Linked DNA regions of Gossypium hirsutum: region 1 is linked to region 2. Evidence: chromatin contacts called from public Hi-C data. All regions are on one chromosome and are shown on one strand. The core of a region is the stretch at or near the end of the contact, and the rest is flanking DNA. Distances in the headings are between cores, read along the strand shown.

Region 1 (3,199 bases), core at 340-2,839, 200 kb before region 2:
TTTTGAGAATGAAAAATTGGTTAATGAGTTGGATGAATTATATGAGTTGATTTAAGTATAAAAAATACATATAATTGTATCTAGTACATGAGACATGCCCAATAAACTCATTAGACATGTAATGGGCAACAACCCTAGTTCCCAGAAATAGGTGCCACCTATAGCATAATCTTAATGGGACTATATGTATTTTCTATTAAAATATTATTGTTTTGTTACCTCTTGTTTAACTAGAAATTTTGTGAGTTTTTCCTATTAGTAGGGACTATGGGTTTGGTCAAAATAGACAATTATTGAACATAGTTACTCAGTCAGAATTTAGTGAGATTTATTTACCAAATAATTTTTTTTTGTGAGAACTTGTGTTTGGTTTCTAGCTCATAAAAAGAATTAATTTTCTCACTAAAAAATTAATAATTTTCATTATGTGTGATCAGTTCATGTGATTAGAGCTCACACTCTAAATAAATCGAGAGTTCAAAAATAACGAAAAAAATTATGTTGGTTGAAAACTGGGTAACAATTAAACCACTCAATAAAAAACACATGTAGGTAAAATTTATTATTATAAATAATACAAAAGTTGGATTTTAGAAAAAATATAATTTTCCATTTTGCAAAAAACTTGATCTTTAGATTGAATTTTTCCAACAGCCTATGCTTACATCACATCAAATCATGTTGTCAGCCTAGTAAAGAGACATCGTAGACGTAATAAGTCCAACACGTGTCCAAACCCAAGACTACTGTCCACCTATAATGACCCTCATAAGAGCAAGCGAAACTCACTCCAAAGGAGCTAACCCTTGACCATCCTCCATTAGGACCTAAAAGAAACCAGGCAACTAGGCTGTCAGCATGACCTCCCTCCACCGTATGAGCCAATGTCTTTCCCACCAACTTTTTCTTACACCTCAGCAACATTAATCTATTTCCATCCCATTAAAGGGTTAATAAGTAATTTGTCACTTAAATTTGTTTAAAAGCATTTAGTTGGTATTTACATTTTTTATACCTAATCGGTATTTAAATTAGTATTCTGTCATCCAGATTAGTATTTTTGCATTAAAGCTGTTAGTTTGTACTGATGTGGTGCTAATGACTAATCCTATAGTGATACGTGATAATCTCTTAGTATGATACGTGGGGACATAAATTAAAAAAGTATAATTATTTTAAAAAATATAAATAATTTAAAAAAGTATAATTTTTTAGACAAGTTCAAGTACAAACTAGATACTGTTAGACAAATTCAGATATCAACTAATTACTTTTGGATAAGTTTATGAGACAAACTACATGCTAATCCTTAAAAAATTAATGTTGTTAACAAATTGAGAGCAATGTAATGAAATAAAAGTAAATACAAAATAAAATTCAAATATCAATTAAATATTTTTTTGACAAGTTTATATTAACTTTTCTTTTCTTTTTTTTTTAAAGAAATTGATTGCAATGAAAAGATAAATATTTGAATGATTATTTAAAATTTAGTGGGTTGGAATGATAAAGTCCAGTCCAGCAAATTTAGCTGAGCCGAAGGCCGACAAAGAAATATAGGCTGGCTCAGAGCTATCCTGAATGAAGAAGCCCATTAATTATTCCATCAACCCGAAAAAAACAAAAATTACGAGATGACAGTGAGGTAATCGAAGGCTTTGGTCTCTCAAGCATAGCCAGCCAGCTGCCAGATCTGCTAAGTCGATCAATCGATAAAATAAAATCCAGATTTCAAGAAACTAGTACTTTTTTTTTTCTGTAAATCTGTTTCGTTGTGTTGAGAGGAGGTAGAACTAGAAGAGGCAACAATGGATGCTTTTAGAAGGCAAGCCAGCAAGCTCAGAGAACAAGTTGCCAAGCAACAGCAGGCAATTTCATCACAACCCTTCACTCCTCTCTTTTTTAATTTATTTTCCTGGGTTTAAGGAGAATCGAGTTCTGTTGATTTGGTTGTCAGGATAATGGAGGAAATCTGGGAAAATGAAAGCAAATATTTTATTTAGTCTTGGATTACAGAATTAGATGTGTTTAATTACTTTGACTTCTAGAAGTTTGGGGGCCTAATGTATATGTTTCAAGAATTAAATATTTAATTGTGGAGTTAATTCTAAACGTTAAATTGTAATTTATAATCATCAAAGACGAATCATTCTTTTTTAGGTAAATTAGCTAGTTCCATGTCCTTTGAGTTTGTTTTCTGCTATATTCTCAAAAAACTGTACCTACCATTAGATTGCCCTACATTTTCTAACATAGGGAAAAGAGTAGATACAGAGTTTCCAGAAGCTTTTGTTATTGCAAAGCTTCATCCTTTACCTGAAAGTTGAGTAATCCGTGAGATCTCAAGTGCTTCCAAGTGTTGATTGATTGGCTCTTATCTCTGCAAGTGTTTCTTGCATTTGGTTTAAACATGAGCATGGATGTCATTCATTTGGTTTACCTTGTTAGGATCAGTTACTCGAAAACAATATCATCCTATCTTATTCTAACTGGGCTAATTTTGTTTGATCTGAGTCCCTGACAAGTTACCCTTAATTCTTATATTTATGTTAGTTTTGCTAGTTGCATTTTTCTTGAGATGATCAATGTCTTCTACTATTGAGTTAAAAGAATTTTTTTTGCAGGCTGTAATAAAGCAATTCAGTGGAACTGGTTATGAGAGCTCAGATGTTGTAGTTATTGATGAGATTGAGATGCAAAGGCATCAACAACTGGACAAATTGTACAAGTCCACTCGTTCAGCTAGGGTAAACAACATTTCCTTCATAAATTTGTGAAACTTAATTTGATAATCCTGTCATATTGCTTTGTTCTCGGTGAATCCGTGTCATTCATATCTTCACAAATGAAACCATTTTCAGTATGTAACTTTAGTGCATCCTATCTACTTGAGTTACAGTTAAGTACTTCAGTTAAATCTCTTCGGTGTCATTTTAACTAAATAAAATTTCGAAGGTAACAGTTGCTCTGCGGGTGCGCCTGGTTGGAGGAACAAAATTTATTATGAAAGCTACTAATGGCTGTACTATATTCTGATATTTAGTTTCTCAAATTTCCTAACTTTCATAAAAACTAATTTCTCTTAATTTTCTTTTATATTTACTGCAAGTTTAATACCCATGGAGTGCTTGCTTAATGAATTTACCGCTCTTCCTTTCAGGATTTTCAAAAAGAAGTTATTAAAGCTGCAGAAGCATTT
Region 2 (3,045 bases), core at 244-2,743:
ATATGCAATAAAATTTGCGTGGTATTCAACAAATTATATAAAGTTCATCGAAAGTAAATTAGATGAAAGGGAAAATTTTCTCAAACCTTTTATTAAATATGGTTTGATTAATAGGACAAAAATATCATATAAGTTAAGGAAAAACATATGTTCACACGTTTGAGCCCTTAAATAGTTTTTAATTGAATTTAAAATTTAGCTTTAAGTATCTAGGGTAAAGTTTAGAGTTTTAGGATTTAAAATGGGAAAGTTTAAGGTTTTAGAATTTTATAAAAAAAATATTATTATAAAGAATGAATGCTGGAACCCATACATGAAGTGGCAAGTCAAGCCGAATAGCGGAATAGAAAGCAAAGAACGAAAATTCACTCACTTGTTGCAATTGGATGAGTTAAAAGCGACTCCTCCTTGGCAGATTCCTTTCCATGATTTTGGGGTGGGATCCATTCCTTGGTCACTGAAGCTCGGTGATTCCGGCCATACACCTAAATTGATAAGACCCCCAAAACATTAAAACAATCCAATAATTACATAATACATTTAGAAAAATGAATTATTTGCTACTAAGTTATCCGAATACAACAAAAGCAATAATGCCTGAGACAGTCACGAATGATCTAAAAAGATGGTATTGGAATTCATATATAGTTTTAAATTATAATTGCAAAGCGTTTTTACCGCTATCCATCACTCCAATAATGACATTTTTGCCATGTTTAGCTTTTGACAACAAGTCTTCTCCTCCAATCTTAAGCTTTTCCCATGAATAGCTATCTCCTTCATCTAAGCCAACAAATTCCCATGACCTTGTTGTCTGCACTGAGTGCTTTCCATGTGAAGGAAACACTGACAAAAGCCCATCCATTCCTGTGAGGAAAAATGAAAACCCAAGCATTGTTATTAGGTATTAATTTCAGAAATGGAGATGAAGAAATATGGTGCTAATGAGTCACCCACCAGAGAGCTTGGAGGCTTCATCTGGTGTAAGCTTTGCAGCAAAGCCATTGATGCTGTGTTTGTAGCTGTAAAGAAGGGAAGATTTAGCATCTTCTTCAGATTCTTTGACTGAAAGTAAGTATGAGATATGGGTTTTCTCAATCTCATGCAAAGCTTTCTCCCCATTGTTGTGCTGCCCCAAGTAAACTATATACACCTACATAGACAATAAATATATATATTTTACATGAAAATTAGAGTTCCAAGAGAGAACTTTACTACTGAAAGATGTTGAAGAAATAATAGAAGAGTTACGAGAAACAGAAAAACTACTTTTTTCTCAACAGATGAGGCCAAGATAGGAACGACAATCAAGAGTAGAAGGAAACAAGAGATAGTGTTCTTCATGGCAAATAACGGTACTGAGTATTGTCAATCCTATGGAGAGATAATGTTATATTTATAAGCGTCTTGATGAATTGTTTATACTTTATGCTGATAATTACAACTCTTTCACTTTACATGATATATGGACTGTTATATGGTTTTGAAAAATCTTCTTAGCATTTACTGTATTTACAGATAAATATGGTAATCTATAATTGAAAAAAAAAATAAAGTATATCTTTAATTAAAGATAATTGTGCCTTTAAAAATTACCATCTTTAAAATAAGTTATATTGTTATGATAATATTTTTATTTTTTAAATTTTTAAGAAAATCAACATAAAATTTACATATATTGACATTTGAACCCATTCCTTTAATTTTATTTTGATATTTTATGCATTTCAATATTATTTGACAAACATTTCAATGTTTCACCAACATTGTTTGTATATTTATCTTTTATACTATTATTTAAATCTCTAATTGAGCTTGTGTCACATGTCAATCGAAGGTCAACCCAATTGAAAAATTATTAAATTGCCCTTACAATTTTGAAATAAGTTATATTCTTACAAAAGTACTTTTGTTTTTTTTTTTTATGTTTTTAATAAAATCAATATAAAATTTACATATGATGAGATAATTTATATTCTTAATATAGTGTATTTATTTATTTTTTAAAAAATTACTCGCAATTTAAAATATTTTTTTTAATTTTAATTCCCTATATATTATATAAATATTATTATTAATAATTTCAAACTTTACCTAAATTATTTAAATATTTAATTTTCACACCCATATGAATTGTGATAAAATTCGAAACTCCAGTTTTACATCAGTCAACTCATGAGTTTTTATTAAATATATTTATTTGATGATAAATAAAACAATTATAATTAAAATTATTTTATCTTTAAAGTTTTTATTTTTTATTAAAATGTAATTTACTAAATAATTAATAAAAGCATCCTTTAACGTTATGCCTAGGTTTTTACTTTTCTTAATCAGGGTTAAAAGTAGGGGTGAACGTTCGATCGAATCGAGTGAAAAAAATTCGAGTTAATTGAGTTAACGAGTCTTATTTTATCATACTACCTCGATTTGAATTTTTTTAATGGAGTCGAGTGAAATGAAATTCAAGTCGACTCGAATCGAATCGAGTGAAATTATTCAAGTTAAATTAAAAAATTAAACATCCCAAATTAAAATATTGTTACAATATAACTAGTTCCATGTTAGAGGATATAAATTTGAAACCATATATATATTTGAAAACTTTTTCAAAACAAAATAAGAAGAAAAAAAAGTATTTTTAACATGATAAACTTGAATCATTAATTAATTTATTAACATCCCAAAATTATTATTTTAATTTTTAAATTTTTAAATTTCTTTATGTAATACCCAATTTTAGCCCGGGCTCACATATGGAAACATAATTTTTGAGGATATGCAATCTTAGATATGATATGCAATCTTAGATATGATATGTAATCTTAGAAGATATGATTCTGTAATCTTAGAGATTTAATTTGTAGATACCCTTTAATCTCAGCCGTTGATGTAATTGATCTGTACCGTTGGATTTGGGGAGGCTCAACTATAAATAGAGGCCTCTCCCTTCATTGTAAAAAAAAAAGAGAAAAGAGGAGGAGGAATAAAAAAAGAACGATTGGCAGTTTTTTAAAGGTGGCTTACTATTTTTTTCTTTCGATT

What was found. A called contact is a pair of places that touch in the nucleus more often than the background predicts.
Region 1: a Hi-C map of leaf shows a contact between it and region 2, with 4 times the contacts expected there. The contact joins the promoter of LOC107901833 here to the promoter of LOC107938543 in region 2. A contact is called at or near these places in 18 of 34 Hi-C or Micro-C datasets (anther, callus, cotyledon and 5 more).

Annotation. Positions count from the first base shown.
Region 1 is chrD06:51,279,170-51,282,368 of Gossypium_hirsutum_v2.1, reverse strand. LOC107901833 (SH3 domain-containing protein 3) reads left to right here and starts at 1,589. Exons shown (of 10, transcript XM_041095479.1): 1 at 1,589-1,868; 2 at 2,625-2,747; 3 at 3,161-3,199. The coding sequence starts at 1,809.
Region 2 is chrD06:51,075,798-51,078,842 of Gossypium_hirsutum_v2.1, reverse strand. It overlaps LOC107938543 (subtilisin-like protease SBT5.6), which reads right to left and starts at 1,493. Exons shown (of 9, transcript XM_041095853.1): 1 at 1,270-1,493; 2 at 958-1,153; 3 at 679-867; 4 at 374-485. The coding sequence starts at 1,344.